2 separate regions of the Mus musculus genome follow, and region 1 is linked to region 2. A link is a contact called in public HiChIP or PLAC-seq data. All regions are on one chromosome and are shown on one strand. Each heading gives the region's core, a stretch centred on a gene start, on an enhancer-like site or on the middle of the called end of the contact. The rest is flanking DNA. Distances are from core to core; before and after follow the strand shown. Region 1 holds the start of Wdr1 (WD repeat domain 1). Region 2 has its middle 19 kb from the start of Lyar.

Evidence for each region. HiChIP or PLAC-seq counts read pairs in DNA pulled down with a chosen protein or histone mark.
Region 1: a contact with region 2 is called in an H3K4me3 HiChIP or PLAC-seq map of stem cell-derived neural progenitor cells, with 19 read pairs. The contact joins the promoter of Wdr1 here to the enhancer-like site in region 2. A contact is called at or near these places in 8 of 39 promoter capture datasets (the C10 cell line, the HPC-7 cell line, cranial neural crest and 5 more), 1 of 15 datasets of contacts at CTCF or cohesin (the NIH/3T3 cell line), 15 of 115 datasets of contacts at active chromatin or transcription factors (the 230-238 cell line, the SCID.adh cell line, bone marrow-derived macrophages and 9 more) and 3 of 9 other capture datasets (adipose tissue, embryonic stem cells and liver).

Annotation. Positions count from the first base shown.
Region 1 is chr5:38,560,379-38,567,396 of GRCm38.p6, reverse strand. Wdr1 (WD repeat domain 1) reads left to right here and starts at 5,698. Exons shown (of 15, transcript NM_011715.3): 1 at 5,698-5,881; 2 at 6,196-6,317. The coding sequence starts at 5,866.
Region 2 is chr5:38,235,989-38,243,165 of GRCm38.p6, reverse strand. No RefSeq gene overlaps it. Among named protein-coding and RNA genes, the nearest start is that of Lyar, 19 kb to the right of the region's middle. Within about 2 kb of position 2,100, at least 18 of the 459 cell types and tissues checked have an H3K27ac peak or open chromatin away from gene starts, as enhancers often do. A contact at or near this core is called in stem cell-derived neural progenitor cells, where this site is marked.

The sequences.
Region 1 (7,018 bases), core at 4,449-6,948, 320 kb before region 2:
AAAACTTCTGGTGGTGTGCTGCAGTTTATTGCTGCTTCCAAGGACTTGGGCTGATTGGATGCATGTGCTGAGGCAAGGCACATGGAGGACACGTGATGTTTAGAGGGAATAAATAGGACTCCACTGAGGGACAGAGACAGAGTTTGGTTTGTGTAACACTTGTGGATCTTGCATCTTTGATGATCTTTGCTTCCCTGGAGAGGCACAGCTGAGAACTTCTCCTGGGGTTCCTGTTGGTCCCTCCTGCTGACTCATGCTGAGGCTGAGGCCTGGCTGTCTCTGCTAGCTTGTATCACCACTGTTGCTAACTCAATTCTACCCAACTGGACTACTGGTGTATGTGTGAAGTGTTTGCAAGTGGTGAGCTGTCACTGCCTGCTAACCTGTGAACTGAACTGCTGATTTCCAGGCAACACAGATGGGAGTTGCTCTAAAAAAATCTTTCTAAACAGGTACACTCCCCCCACAACTCTTATCCTTTCTTTCTACTACTGCTGGTGGGTTAAAAATAAGGATAAAGAGTTTAAAAACCATCATTAAAAATATGATTTGAAAAAATTAAAGTTATAGGATGTACCTGAATTATAAGTAGCTGTGATGTTGGCAGCAATGCGAAGTTCTTACAAAGTGTCTACTGTAGATGACCTCAAACTGGAAAGTATCTGAGTCCATGATAGAATTGAAAGTCAGTGTGGTTTATATGGTTAACCTGGCACGAACCTTGAGTCACCTAGAAATAGGGGAACCTGCATCAAAGAGCTGCCCCAGTGAGATCTGTGTAGTAGCTTCATCTGTGATGAATTGTTTTGATAGTGTGGGAGGTCATGAATCCACTGTTCATGTGGGCAGTGCCGTCACTGGCCAGGTAGTCCTGGGTTGTAAAAGCAAGATGGTTGAGCATGAAGATCATGATCTAGCGAGCAAGACAGCAAGCAACATTCCTTCTTACTTTATGCTCTGAGTGCCTGCCTTGACGTCCCCTCAGTGGTGGGCTGTGAACTTGGAAAGCAAATTGGAATAAGCTTTCCTCTCCCAGGTTGCTTTTGGATCATTCACAGAAACAGAAAAGTGAACTACAAGCTTGCCCTGGGGCTGACCAATTGAAAAAGTATTTATAGAGACACTAGGGAGGGATCCAGTAACAAGCTCCTTTAAGGACAACTTAATTCACTTGTTCTTCCCCTCTGAAGGATTGACAGTGCAGAGGCTAAAAACTTCTAGGTAGGTTTATGGAGTCAAGCCAGGCTGCAATCAGTCCTCAGATTCCTTCAACCAGGGCTTGAAGAGCAGAGCAGCAATTCTTTGGGGAATAACAGCTCAGCTCTCCTTTCCATGTCACAGACAACCTCCCAAGACCAGCTCCAGAATCAAACAAGTACCTGGAAGCTCGTTTTCCTCTCAGGTGACTTGAAAACCCCTTCTACGTCACATCTAAGTGCACCTAAATCTTCAACCTGTGTTAGATTTTAGGATTTCCAAGATCCAAGAAGGCAGGCTCTGCAGCCAAGGGCCTTGCAGGTTGGTTCCAGCAATGGAAAGCCTAATTCCACCACAGACAGAGCTCTTCTAGGGTACACAGCAAGCACTGGAGAGTCTCTCTTGGTGCAGACTGGAGATGGACGAAAGTGAGGCTGCAAAAGAGGTGACCCTAATTCTGACTATCCCAGAGATAGGAGATGGCCCCTACTATGGTCTCCCTCAGCTCATTTAAGAGACCAAGACTGAGACAGGTTCTGAAATTCCTTTAGCGGGTAGGCTGTGAGAAGGCAAGTGAGTGACACGGAAGATAACCCTTTTCCAGGAGACTCAGTCCACACAGCAAACCTCTAGACTCTAGAGGATAGAGTCATCAGACTAGTTCTAAAGCGGCACCATTTCAGGCTGGATACAGGTGAGGACTGGGAAAAGCCCTTTCCCCTGTCTAGAATCAAGCAAGCAATCAAGGGCTGCAGGGAAGAGGTTAGATACACCTTGGAAGTCCAGAATTATCTCGCTGGCTTGGGTTCCCAGAACAGACAGGTCTCGCCTCCCCTCATGTATCCTGCTATGTGTGGAAACAAACGGCAACTTTCCAGCTGGGGGCTATAAGACAACACATCCAAGGCCAACTGAGGGGTGTCTGTGTTAATGTCCTAATAAAAGTTACTGAAACTAGCTTACCCAAGTCCGACTGACCCGTTTTTCCATAAGTACTTTTGGGTCCCTTCTTTAATGCAGCGTCTTTGGAATTGAATGCAAATTTGTGATATTTTATGCTGCCCATTTCCTCCCAGCAATCAGCAGCTTCATTTGAACTGTCTGGAAAGCTCTGTGCTCATGGGGGAAGGGAGAAACGCTGTAACCAGTGCCAAACAACACAGTGTGTGGCTTGTAAAGAGGATGACCTCAAAGTCTGGTGTCTGGAACAGCCCAGAAATAGCAGGTACAGGAGGCTGAGGTAGCCACGAGGTAGAGTAGAACCACACCTATTAAGCTGTATGAAAACCAGGCAGGAGAGGTAACTCGAGGACTTCAGGGGCCAAAAGCTGAGTAGATGGATAAGGTGACTAAGACCAGTTGGGGGTATCGGCTCAGGAGCTCCAAGACCAACTTCTCAGCACAAAGATGTATTTGCACCAGACAGACAAAGAGCAGGGAATAAAAGACAAAGAAGATAGAAACAAGGGAGAAAAGGAAAGGAACAGGGGCGAGGAGAGAAGTGTATTTGTTTAGGAAGAGAGCAACAAATGATTGCCTCTGGATAGAGAGGAGACAAGCTTGGCCCCTAGGCAAATGGCAGTTTATAAATGTAAAAGGGGTAACCTTATGTTAGGATGAGGTGTTTAATTTTAATTGGGCATGTTAATTAGGTGACCCAAAGAGGATTTTTAATTACTGGACTTCAATACTTTGATAGCTGGACCTTGGTAGTCAGCCTCAGGTGGAGGAAGTGGACACGTAAGGGAATGTACCTTGGTGGCTAGCTTTAGGAATGTAATCTAATGGGTTTGTAGCAAGGCAGGGGGGAATGGGGAGAAGAGCAAGGCCTGCCAAAGCCATGTTTACCATGCTCAGGCTGGCTAGAGTCCCTTCAATCTTACTGGCCACAGTGGTCGACTCTATGCATAATCAAGGAGCCAGAATAGGCCCAAGTGCTGAGGCAGCTTGGAGCAGAGTAGCAGTGGTAAGAAAGCACAGATTCAAGCTAAGGGCTTTCATAAACACTGGATTCAATGACGGACCGAATGTGGAGGATGAGGTTGGGTGAGGTTTCTGCCGTTGCGATGAGGCTGGACCACTCCGTAGTCAGTGTGGGAAAGAACAAGCCAAAGGAGCCTGCAATGAGGAGGGAGGGGCAGGCAGGGCATTCATCTCAGTTGGCCCGTGTGTCTGTTTGAAGAGCTAGCAGCTTTTAAGACTCCCATAGACAGTGATGGAGGCATCTGGGTACAAAGACAAAGTGGTTACAAGTGGCCAGGCTAATTTCTAGAGACTGAAGTCATTGTATGGACACATCAAGTGTTTCCTCACTTGACTTCCTGCTGGACAAACCTAGCTGCTTGACTCCAAACATTAGTGCTGGCAGGTGTAGCCAATCTGTTCCTTGCATGGGAACTTCAACTATTTCACACACCCGAGTGCCCCCTCTACTAAAACCTGGAAAACTTGACGCATGGTACATGATTTTTTAAAGTGCAACAGAGTCTGGATTCTGCCAGAGAGCTTGGCCCCAAAGTGTTTTGTAGGATCACTCTCAGTGTCAGTACCAAGGCTTGATGCACATAGGACAGCTATCAGCTTGTAAAGAGCTTGGAGCTGGTGTTACCCCAGCAGTCTTTGTACCATGCTGAGTGGGAACTTTAGTGTGGTTTAGAAAGGTTATCGCTGTTATCTAAAACAATTCTAGTAAATAAGAAAGTCACAGTCTACACTATCTTCTGTCCCAGAATCCTAGGACAGACCTCTTGCTTGTTGAAAATATCCCTAGCACATCCCTAGGACAGTGCTCGACCAGACCCAGGGAAAGTGTCTTTCATCTGCACAGTGCAGTGAGGTCGCTAGAAGACTAACAGTGGGACTGTTCTGAAATCATAATTGTAGTTAAGGAGCCATGTGTTGCTGGTGGGCAGTTTGGTGGTTCTATGGCAACATCAACAATGCAAATGGGGAAAGCAAACTAAGGACCCCAGGAAGTTGCAGTGTAAAGGCTGGGACAGACAGGTGAATCATTGAGATAGTAGCTGGAAGTCACCACTTTTGAGAGAAATTAACCAGGTGGTACTGGCATTCCTTCTAGGCACCACCCCACAGTTCCCTGCAACAAACAGGTATGCCTGACTCACTATAAAAGGGGCTACTTGCCCCTTCCTCATTCTCTTCTCTTGCTCCCTTCCTCTTCTGTCCCTTTTCTTCCGGATCCCCGCCCCCCCCCCCCAAACCAACTCCAAATGTTCATGGCTGGCCTCTACTCTGTCTTTCTGTCTCTACTATCCCCTCAACTCTCCTCCCCATGTCCTAAATAAGCTATTTCCATATTATACTGTTCTGTGGCTGGTACCTCAGGGGGAGGGGATGCCTCAGTTCAGGATGGGCCCTCAGAGGCACCCCTTTCCCCCACAACATACTGCACCTCCACCAAACATATCCCTGGCTTCTTTTTCTTTTCTTTTCTTTTTTTATATAAAACATAACAGGTGGGATCCCTAGACAAGCAATCCTGGCAAACAAAAGGTCACAGAGGGCAGGGGGTAACATTCATAGAACCTTAAAAATACTAGTCTATCAGCACAAGAGACTAGGTACTAAGGAAAACAGACTTTTCAAAAAATACTGAGGTTCCCACACAGGACCTACCGAGTACACTTAAACTCTTCTCTACGAAACCTGGGCACTCCTATAGGCTATAAATTCATTTAACTGCTAACTAGATGGCAGTTAAGATTAAGATAAGCTAGAGGAGAATCAGGTGGGTGTCCAGGTGAACCAGGAGAGTGGGGTGGGACTGGTCCGCAGGGTAATTAACAAACCTGGCTCCAAAGCAGAAATGGACTTTTTCATTTGCTGCAAATTCCTAAGAGCTCTCCTTTGAAAGCCCACTTTCCGGGTTTCCAACTAGGGCTTCAGAACTTTTCAATCAAGTAACCAGAGGACTTCATCTTGCCCTAATCAAAACCTGCGAGACTCAGAAAATTCCAGGTTTTGCTTTCTTTCCCTCTCCATGAAAAGAATTCCACCCTCACGCCCTCCCCAGAGCGTGTTAGGAAACAACCCCTGCCATCCTTAAGAATTACAGTTCTTTATTCTTGGCTTCTTTGCTACTAGGAAGTTTCATGCAGGAGGGAGAGGGAGTGAGACGGGGAAGTTCCTAAACATACCCAGTGAAAGGCAAACAAACAAAACCCCATACGCCCAGTGGCTTCAAGTCTTTTGCAAGCCGGGGCGCCAAGCTGGCGTTGGAAAGCTCGAGAAAGATCTGCTCCACAAGAAGGCTCCCGGTGCAAAGGCAGACAGCCCAAGAAAAAAAACCCTCCCGCCCCGCACCTACAACCCTCCGCGCCGCCTTTTCACGGGTCGCGTCACGTCACTTCCGGGGCGGGCCCGCAAGCGGGGCGGGGCGGTGTCCGCGCAGGCTCGTGGGGCTGCAGCCTCCGAGCCGAGCGCTTGACTATATATGGTCAAAGCTGGGGGCGAGCCGCGCCGGGGCCGCGCTTCCGGGTTGGGTTGTCCGCAGCGGTAGCGCGCGGGGCAGGCGCGTACGGGTCTCGGAGCCGGGTCTCGGACCGCCCCCTCCGCGCCCGGCACGCCCGGCGCCGCCTTCCGCGCTGTCCCTGGGCTCGGCCACTGCGAGGTTCCACTCGAGCGCAGCGCCGTAACAAGTGGGCGAGGATGCCGTACGAGATCAGTGAGTGCGTGGGCCTCCGCGCGCGGCCGCCGGCTTCTGGGGTCGGGTGCAGGCGGGAGGGCGCGGCCGGGGTCTTGCACGGCCGCGGGGGTGCGGGCCGGGGACCCCGGAGTGGGCGTTGTGGACTGGGCCGGCCGAGCTGCGGGAGGGACCCCGGGGCCTGACCGCCGCCGCCCGGGAAGTCCGCCGGTCGTGCCCGCAGGCGGCAACAGGTGACCGGCTCGGGACCCCCAGCGCTGACTGACTGCAACTCCCTGGGTCCCGCGAGGCCGGGATTGCCCCTCATGCACCGTGCCGGGTTTGTATCTCCCCAGAGAAGGTGTTCGCCAGCCTCCCCCAGGTGGAGCGGGGCGTCTCTAAGATCCTCGGTGGAGACCCCAAGGGCGATCATTTCCTCTACACCAATGGCAAGTGCGTCATCCTAAGAAACATCGATGTGAGTACTCTTGTGCCCGGCGGGGCCTGCTTCCGTCCCTACCCTGCGAGCTACCTTCAGAGTCGGGAAATTCTTGCCCTTCCGCCCCCTCACCTCCCAGTCAGTTGGCCTGGGGAGAGGGGAGCCACGCCCCTTCTGCCCAGGAGCCACACCTTGGAGGCTCAGTGGACTGGACTGGACTGGTGGTGGTGTCATCCACCTCTACCCCCACAGCCCCGTAGACTGGCAAACTAAGACTTGGGTCTCTTCAGTCCTTAGAGCCAAGGGCTTTGAGTCTGCTGCTGCTTGATCATGGGGTGGCTGTTGATTGGCCCTTCCTGAGCCCAGTTTCCGCATTGGGGAAATGGAGATAGGGAAATGATCCTCCACTTCCCCTGGCTGCCTTGGCTGGCTGAATGAGCTGGTCAGCTGTCCTAATGCTGTCTGTACCTGGCATAAATGGAGCACTTGGTAAATGGCCCTTGTGCTTAATCATCCTAATACCCTGGGCTTCCTGGTATGCTAGAGCCCAGGCCTACACACCCTGTCCTCTGAATGCCAACTGTTACAGACTTGAGTCTCTGAGAGGAAACAGGAACTAGTGAATTCCTCTGGATGGTTCTCTGAAAATGACCTGCTGTCCCCAGAGCAGCAGCTTTTTGGGAGGCCCTTGCAAATTCATGTTTTTTTCCTCTGGTTGTTGAAATGAGTCAGTCTGCTGG
Region 2 (7,177 bases), core at 851-3,350:
CAACTGGGTTCTGATTCTCCCTGTTCTAGGTTGGATCCAGGTTGGTTCCCACAAAGTGCATGCTGAAGTGCCTGCTCTCCAATAGGTGGCAGGACCTTGAGCCATGGGAAGGGGGCTTACTTGGCATAGTATATCATTAGGGAAGGGCCTTTGAAAACAAGGGCTTAGCGTGCTCCCCAGCCGTGATGGACTGAGACCCTCTGTAACCACAAGCTCATCACACAAACCTTCCTTGTATAAGTTGTTGCTCTCGGTCTTTATCATCACAACAATGTAAACCTGTAATAAGACCCCTGAATCTCAATGAAATAAAACAATTTTGTATTCTGTCTTAAGTTTACTTCCTTCTCTCTCTCTCTTCCTCTCCCTCTCCCTCCCTCCCTCTCCCTCCCTCCCTCCCTCTCCCTCCCTCCCTCCCTCTCCCTCCCTCCCTCCCCCTCCCTCCCTCCCTCCCTCCCTCCCTCCCTCCCTCCCTCCCTCCCTCCCTCCCTCCCTCCCTCTCTCCTTTCTTTCTTTCTTTCTTTCTTTCTTTCTTTCTTTCTTTCTTTCTTTCTTTCTTTCTTTCTTTCTTTCTTTCTGCTTTGTTTTATTTTTTGAGACAGGGTTTCTCTATATAGCCCTGGCTTTCCTGGAACTCACTTTGTAGGCAGGCTGGCCTTGAACTGACAGATTTACCTGCCTCTGTCACTAGGGCCCACCCAAGTGTTGGAACTAAAGATGTGTGTCACCACGCCCACCTTAGTTTACAATATTGTGATAAAACACCCTGGCTACAGTGACTTCCTTATGGAAGAGAGGGTTTATTTTGGTTTAGGATTCTGGAGGGATTAGAATCCAACACCATCACTGCAGGGAAGCAGGACAGCAGCAGGCTTGGGGGATGGAAATGGAAGCTGCGAGTTCACATCTTAAACCCTAAACAGGAAGCAGAGGGAGCACAAAGGGAAGGGTCAAAGCCCTTAAACTCTGAAGCCCCACCCCCAGCATTGTACTTCTAGCAAGGCCACACCTCTTAAACTTCCCCAAAGAGTGCCACCAACTGGGACCCAAGTATTTCAGTATCTGAGAACATCAAAGACATTTAAACCACCACATGTCCTAACCTTAAAAACTAATAAAATAAGCCGGCAGTGGTGGCGCACGCCTTTAATCCCAGCACTCAGGAGGCAGAGGCAGGCGGATTTCTGAGTTCGAGGCCAGCCTGGTTTACAGAGTGAGTTCCAGGACAGCCAGGGCTATACAGAGAAACCCTGTCTCGGAAAAACAAAAACAAACAAACAATAATTAGTAAAATAAAGCCTCCCGGACAGGGGACATAGCTCAGTCAGTAAAATACTTTCTGCATAGGCTTGAGGACTCAAATTCAGTCCCTAGAGTCCATATAAATAAGCTGGATGTGGTGACAATTGGTAATTTTGGCATTGTAGAGGAGGACACAGAGGATGACCGGGCTTGCTGCCAATTAGCTCAGCCTTTCTGGTGGGGTGAGCCCCAGATCCCAGTGGGAGACCCTGTCTCATAAAACAAGGCAGGTGGCTCCTACAGATCATGTGAGGCCTCTGTGCGCACACACACATGTGTACATACACACCATGCACCCACATGAATGTGCCTCCTTCTATGTACACACACACACACACACACACAGAGGCACACACGCAAGCATGCATGCATGCACATGTGTGCAGAGAGACTTAGAGGCAGAGAGAGAGAGAGAGAGAGAGAGAGAGAGAGAGAGAGGCTGTGAAAGTCTTAGGACCTTCACATTTTCCTGCATCCTTCAAGAGACTGCTGATTCAGGTTCAGCTGCCTAACACCACCCCATGCAAGGAGCCTGAGAGAGGAGGTCCCGTGACAGGACTATTAGTCTCCCGATTCAAGTTCATTGGCAAGTCCCCAGAGCAATGCTGTTAAAACTGTATCTTACCTCCCTTTGATCTGCAGTAGAGAAATCTAATATGTGGGTGACTGGGGGCCTCAGACAGAAGTCAGCCTGAGGGCACTGGGAAGGGTAGAGAGGAGCAGTAAGCTATTGGAGCAGTTCACAATGGCCACTCTGTGGGCCAACAAAGGCCTGCCCTTCTGAGTGATGTCTGACCTTTAAACTCCCACAAACATATGTATTTGCTCAGCAATTACCATTCAAACCACCAAAGGGGCTGTGTAAACCCTTGTATCCAAGGAATAAATTAAAGCTTGCAAGGATCCCGTAACAAAGGAGGGCAGAACAACACTGGCACTCCTAAGAAAACACAGGGGTCTCTTCCCCGTGCATGCTTTCCCTCAGAAACCCTGCCTGGTTTGTGACTAAGATGGACAAAGGTCAGGCTCAACCCCATACAGCAGAAGCTGAAGTCTGCAGGCCTGGGTGAGATCCGAGGTTATCTAATGAGAAAGACTAAGGTGATGTGACTAATGTCATTCTATAAGCAAGGCATCACTTATGACTGCGTGTTGTGTGTGCCCATGTCCATGCACGTGTGTTCAGTGCACATACAGAGGGGCAAAGAACAAGCTTGAGTGCTGTCAATCAGTCACCACCCGGTCCTTGCTTCTTCTCTCCTCTTTTTCTTTCTTTCTTTCTTTCTTTCTTTCTTTCTTTCTTTCTTTCTTTCTTTCTTTCTTTCTTTCTTTCTTTCTTTCTTTCTTTCTTTCTTCCTTCCTTCCTTCCTTCCTTCCTTCCTTCCTTCCTTCCTTCCTTCCTTCCTTCCTCCCTCCCTCCCTCCCTCCCTCCCTCCCTCCCTCCCTCCTCCTTCCTTCCTTCCTTCCTTTCTGTCTCTCTTTCTTTCGAGACAGGGTCTCTTACTGGCCTGGAACTCAGAGATTTGCCTCTGCCTCCTCAGCACTGTGATCACAAGCTACATCACCAGGTTCAACTTTTGTTTTTCATTACCATGGTGATGGGGAGGAACTAGGAGTTGAGCACATCCTTGTTAGGCAAGACGGGTAGGGACAGGAGCCATGATTGGGTGAGTAAAGATGGCTAGCTCCTTCCTCATATTCTTGAGCAGAGACAGAGGCTCAGGACATATTTACACTAAAGTTATTGGCCTGTTAGCCTCTCTGTCTTTGTTCAAACTGATCAACTCTAATTTGAGGGATGAAGACCCCCTCAAAGAATCTTAAAACCCTCAGCTTCAGCTTCCAACCCTCCCCACCACTACTGCAGAGGGTCTTTCTCTGTGTGCTTGCTGTGTGTGTGTGTGTGTATGTGTGTGTGTTTGTGTGTGTGCCTCCTCACCTCCAAGCCTTTCTTCACCAGCTGATTCTGAGGTTTCTCTTGTTGTGCTTGAGTTTTCTTGCTTTTGAATTCTTTAACTGGCAGGGAAAACAAACCCAATCCAGACCCATAGACAGAAGCGATAGTTCCCGGGGCTGGATCCTGGCTCTGCGTGATTGCAAGGCCAGCACATGACCAACCCCAGCTCCTTGCTGTCTTTATTTTTAACATCACTCAAGACAACTGTGCATGCCTGCTAGGTGATACCATTTACATCAAACTCAAAGCCAGGCAAGGCCAAACCAGGTGGATATAAGGAAAGCTGTGGGTGCACTCGGGATACAGGACCAGGTTCTTTCATAATTTATGACACAGACGTGTGCATTGTGCAAAGCTCACTGGGCAACCCCTGATCCTAGCACTGTTCTGTTTCCATGCAAATACCTCAAATGGAGGTTTATATTAAAATGGTACACTGGGTAGATCTGCCTGGCACCTGCTTATCCTAAGAAATGGCTGTCCCTTGTCTGTAAAGTAGAGTGTCATTTCAAACTCCTGCGATTGTCATTCAGTAACAATGCTCACACTGCTACTTGGTCCTCTCTGCTGAAGTTAATGACATTAGCAGGGCTTCATGCAGGGAGAAGCCAGGTGTTGGGGACTCTGCCTTGAGCCAGGGCCTTCCTGGATCAGTGGCAGACCCTGCCCAGGAAGCATAGCATATCTGTTAGGATATTCCTCCCATTTCTCTCTCTCTCTCTCTCTCTCTCTCTCTCTCTCTCTCTCTCTCTCTCTCTCTCTCTCTCTCTGTGTGTGTGTGTGTGTGTGTGTGTGTGTGTATGCTATGCTCAGGCAGGTGCATGCCCAAGGCTGATGCTGGGAATCATCTCTTCCACCTTATTCTTTGAGGTAGGGTTTCTCTCGGTCACTCGGGAGACTCCCATCTCTGCCTTCCCAGGCTGGAATTACAAGGATGCCATCATACCTACTTGGTATTTACATGGGTTCCAGGGGTCTGAACCTCGGTCCTCCTTGAATAATGGCTGAGCCTTTTTCCCAGTCCATTTTAGATTGCTTTCAGATACCTAATGTGTGCCAGGCACTGCATGCACAGTGTTCACTTTATCTGCTCCAGGAATCAGGATGACAGACAAGAATCTGGGGTTCAGAGATGCTTATCAACCTGCTCCAATGAAGCTATTGGCCAGAAAGACCCAAGACTCAGACTCTAGTCCCATCTGTGTAGAGACTGTTGCTGCATCCTGCACACAGGAGCAGATGAAGAGGCAGGGGTGCAACAAAGACAGCCTCACTTATCAGGGAGTAAATAAGTACTGTGCTGGTTAGTTTTATGTCAACTTGGCACACAAACTAGTGCTATCGGAAAGGAGGGAACCTCAGTTGAGAAAATGCCTCCATAATATCCAGTTGTGGGACATTTTCTTGATTAGTGATTAATGGGAGAGAACCCAGCCCATTGTGGGTGGTGCCATCCCTGAATTGGTGGTCCTGGGTTCTATAAAAGCAAGCCAGAGGAAGTAAGCCAATACTCAGAATCCCTCCATGGCCTCTTCACCAGTCCCTGCCTCCAGGATTTCTGCCCAGTTTGAGTTCCTGTCCTTACTTTTTTTGATGATCGACAGTCCTGTAGAAGCGTAAGTCAAATATCCCTTTCCTCCCCAACTTGCTTTTTGGTCATGGTCATTCTATCACAGCAATAAAAACCCAACCAAGATGACGACACACTACTGAAGAATGTAGTGGATGCGGAGGATGTGGCTCAGTGGAGGACAGTTGTCTAGACTACAAAGGCCCTGAGTTTCATCCCTAGCATGTAAGAAAGAGCAGGGGCTGGGGGAATCTCAGGAGCTCCACTAAACTAGCTCCATCCATCCACCCTGACCTGGCAGAACCGCATCATAACACACGTGAGGTAGACTTGCCCTTTCTCTCCCCTTCCTAAAACCTCCATGCCCTGGTACCCTGCACACAGTTCTGCCCAGGGTAAACAATCTGGAATGCTGCAGTTAGCCATGTGACTTAGGGCATTCTCAATGGCAAGAGGCTTCTCCAAAGGGTACCCAAGGGCTCAGCACTAACAAGCTCAGAGCACATGATAGCAGGGGCTGGATCATGGTCAGTAGCTCTAAAATGGAGAAAGTGAGTATTCTCACACAGAGTCTTTTGCCAAACTCCAAGGACTAACTGTACCACCAATCCCTTGACATATGTAATTCAGAAACCACTGCAAAATTAACCCTTCCTACTCTTTCTAGTGTATAATAGAAAGGTATAATATACTCTTCTTGGTGCAGCAAGCACTTCAGTAGAAGGCTTACTCCAGGCACTTCTTAAAAGCAAATCAGAAGAAGGGCTAAAGGCTTAAGCTTCTGGTCTGGTCATCACAAAGCGATGGAGATGCCCAGAACAAGCCTTCCCTCTTACCTTACGGAAGGTAGTAATTCCTCTCCAGTTTCCTTCTGCAAGGGAAGGCGCCACAGTGGGTTCTGCCATTGTCATGGCTGCACCCAGGTATTAGTCAGCAACATGTAATTATCTATGCTGGAGTCCATATTCATCATGGACACAAGAGTATAAAGCCAGTGAGGAGGGCGGGCTTTAACCAAGGCACACTGTCCACCGCCGTCTCTATGGAAGTGAATCAAATACAACACTGGTCTTTTACAACTCTCTTTATTAGGCTGTCCAAGTGTTTGCTTCAACATATAGAATACTTGTTTGTGAGCAGGAAGGGCGGCTCAGTGCCTAAGAGCGCCAGCTGCCCTTGCAGGGGACCGAAATTCGGTTCCCAGCTCCCATGTTCAGTGCCTCACAACTGCCCATACCTCGGCTGCAGGAGCTGATGCTTTCTTCTGGGCTCCGCAGGCACATGTATTCCCTGTGCAACACCCACACACATACACAAAATTAAAACAAACAAACAAACAAACAAATAAATAAATAAACAAAAGCTTTAAAGAGATGGGGCTAGAGAGATTGCTCGATCAGTGGTAATACTGGCTGCTCTTCCAGAGGACCAAGGTTCAATTCCTAGCACCCACTTGGCAGTTCACAACCATCTAGCTGTTAACTCCAGTTCCAGGGGATCTGTTGCCCTCTTCTGGTCTCTGTGGGCATTGCATGCAGGTGGTGCACAGACACACAGGTAGGAAAAAGCACCCATACACATAAAATAAAATACATTTTAAAAAGAAGATATATAGTTGCTGAAGAGATGGATCTGTGGTTAAGATCACTGGCTGCTGCTTCAGAGGATGTAAGTTCGATTCCCAGTACCCACATTGGGCAGCTCACAGGCAGATCTAATACTTTTTCTGTCCTCCATGAGTACTGCACTCACTGCACATACCCAAACATATTCACACTTACAAATAAAATAAGAAAGTGTGTGTGTGTGTACAGTTAGGAGCTTGTTCTAGTCACTTCCTGGAGGGTGAATTTAAATGGAGTGAGGGGCAGGACTCTGGGAAAGCTGTCTCAAGTTTCCACCAAGCCTGTTAAGCAATTTTGTGTAATTCTCAGCTTCCCCCATACACATGGCTGTCGACTGCTCATGTTCTGACTTCTGCATCAGCCTGAGCCTGACTACTGTAGTCTGGCCGTAGAGGTGAAGGCAGCTTAACCCTCAGCTGTCTCCAGTCGTTTTTGAGCCTGTTTGTCCCTAGAGTTCACAATGTACTCAATCCTAAAGAGGGCCGAGCATGGAATAGCCATACATCTTTATCTCCTGCGGGTAATTTCCATCATGGAAAATTCCGAGTATGCAGTTGACCGATTCCAGGGATATAAAATTCACCAGGCAGACTGGAGAAACAGCTCAGTCGTCACCAGCACTGGTTACTCCCACACTTGGAAGGCAGAGGCAGGTTATCTTTGAGTTTGAAGCCAGCCTGGTCTACAGATTGAGTTCCAAGAACGCCAGGGATAGATATAGAG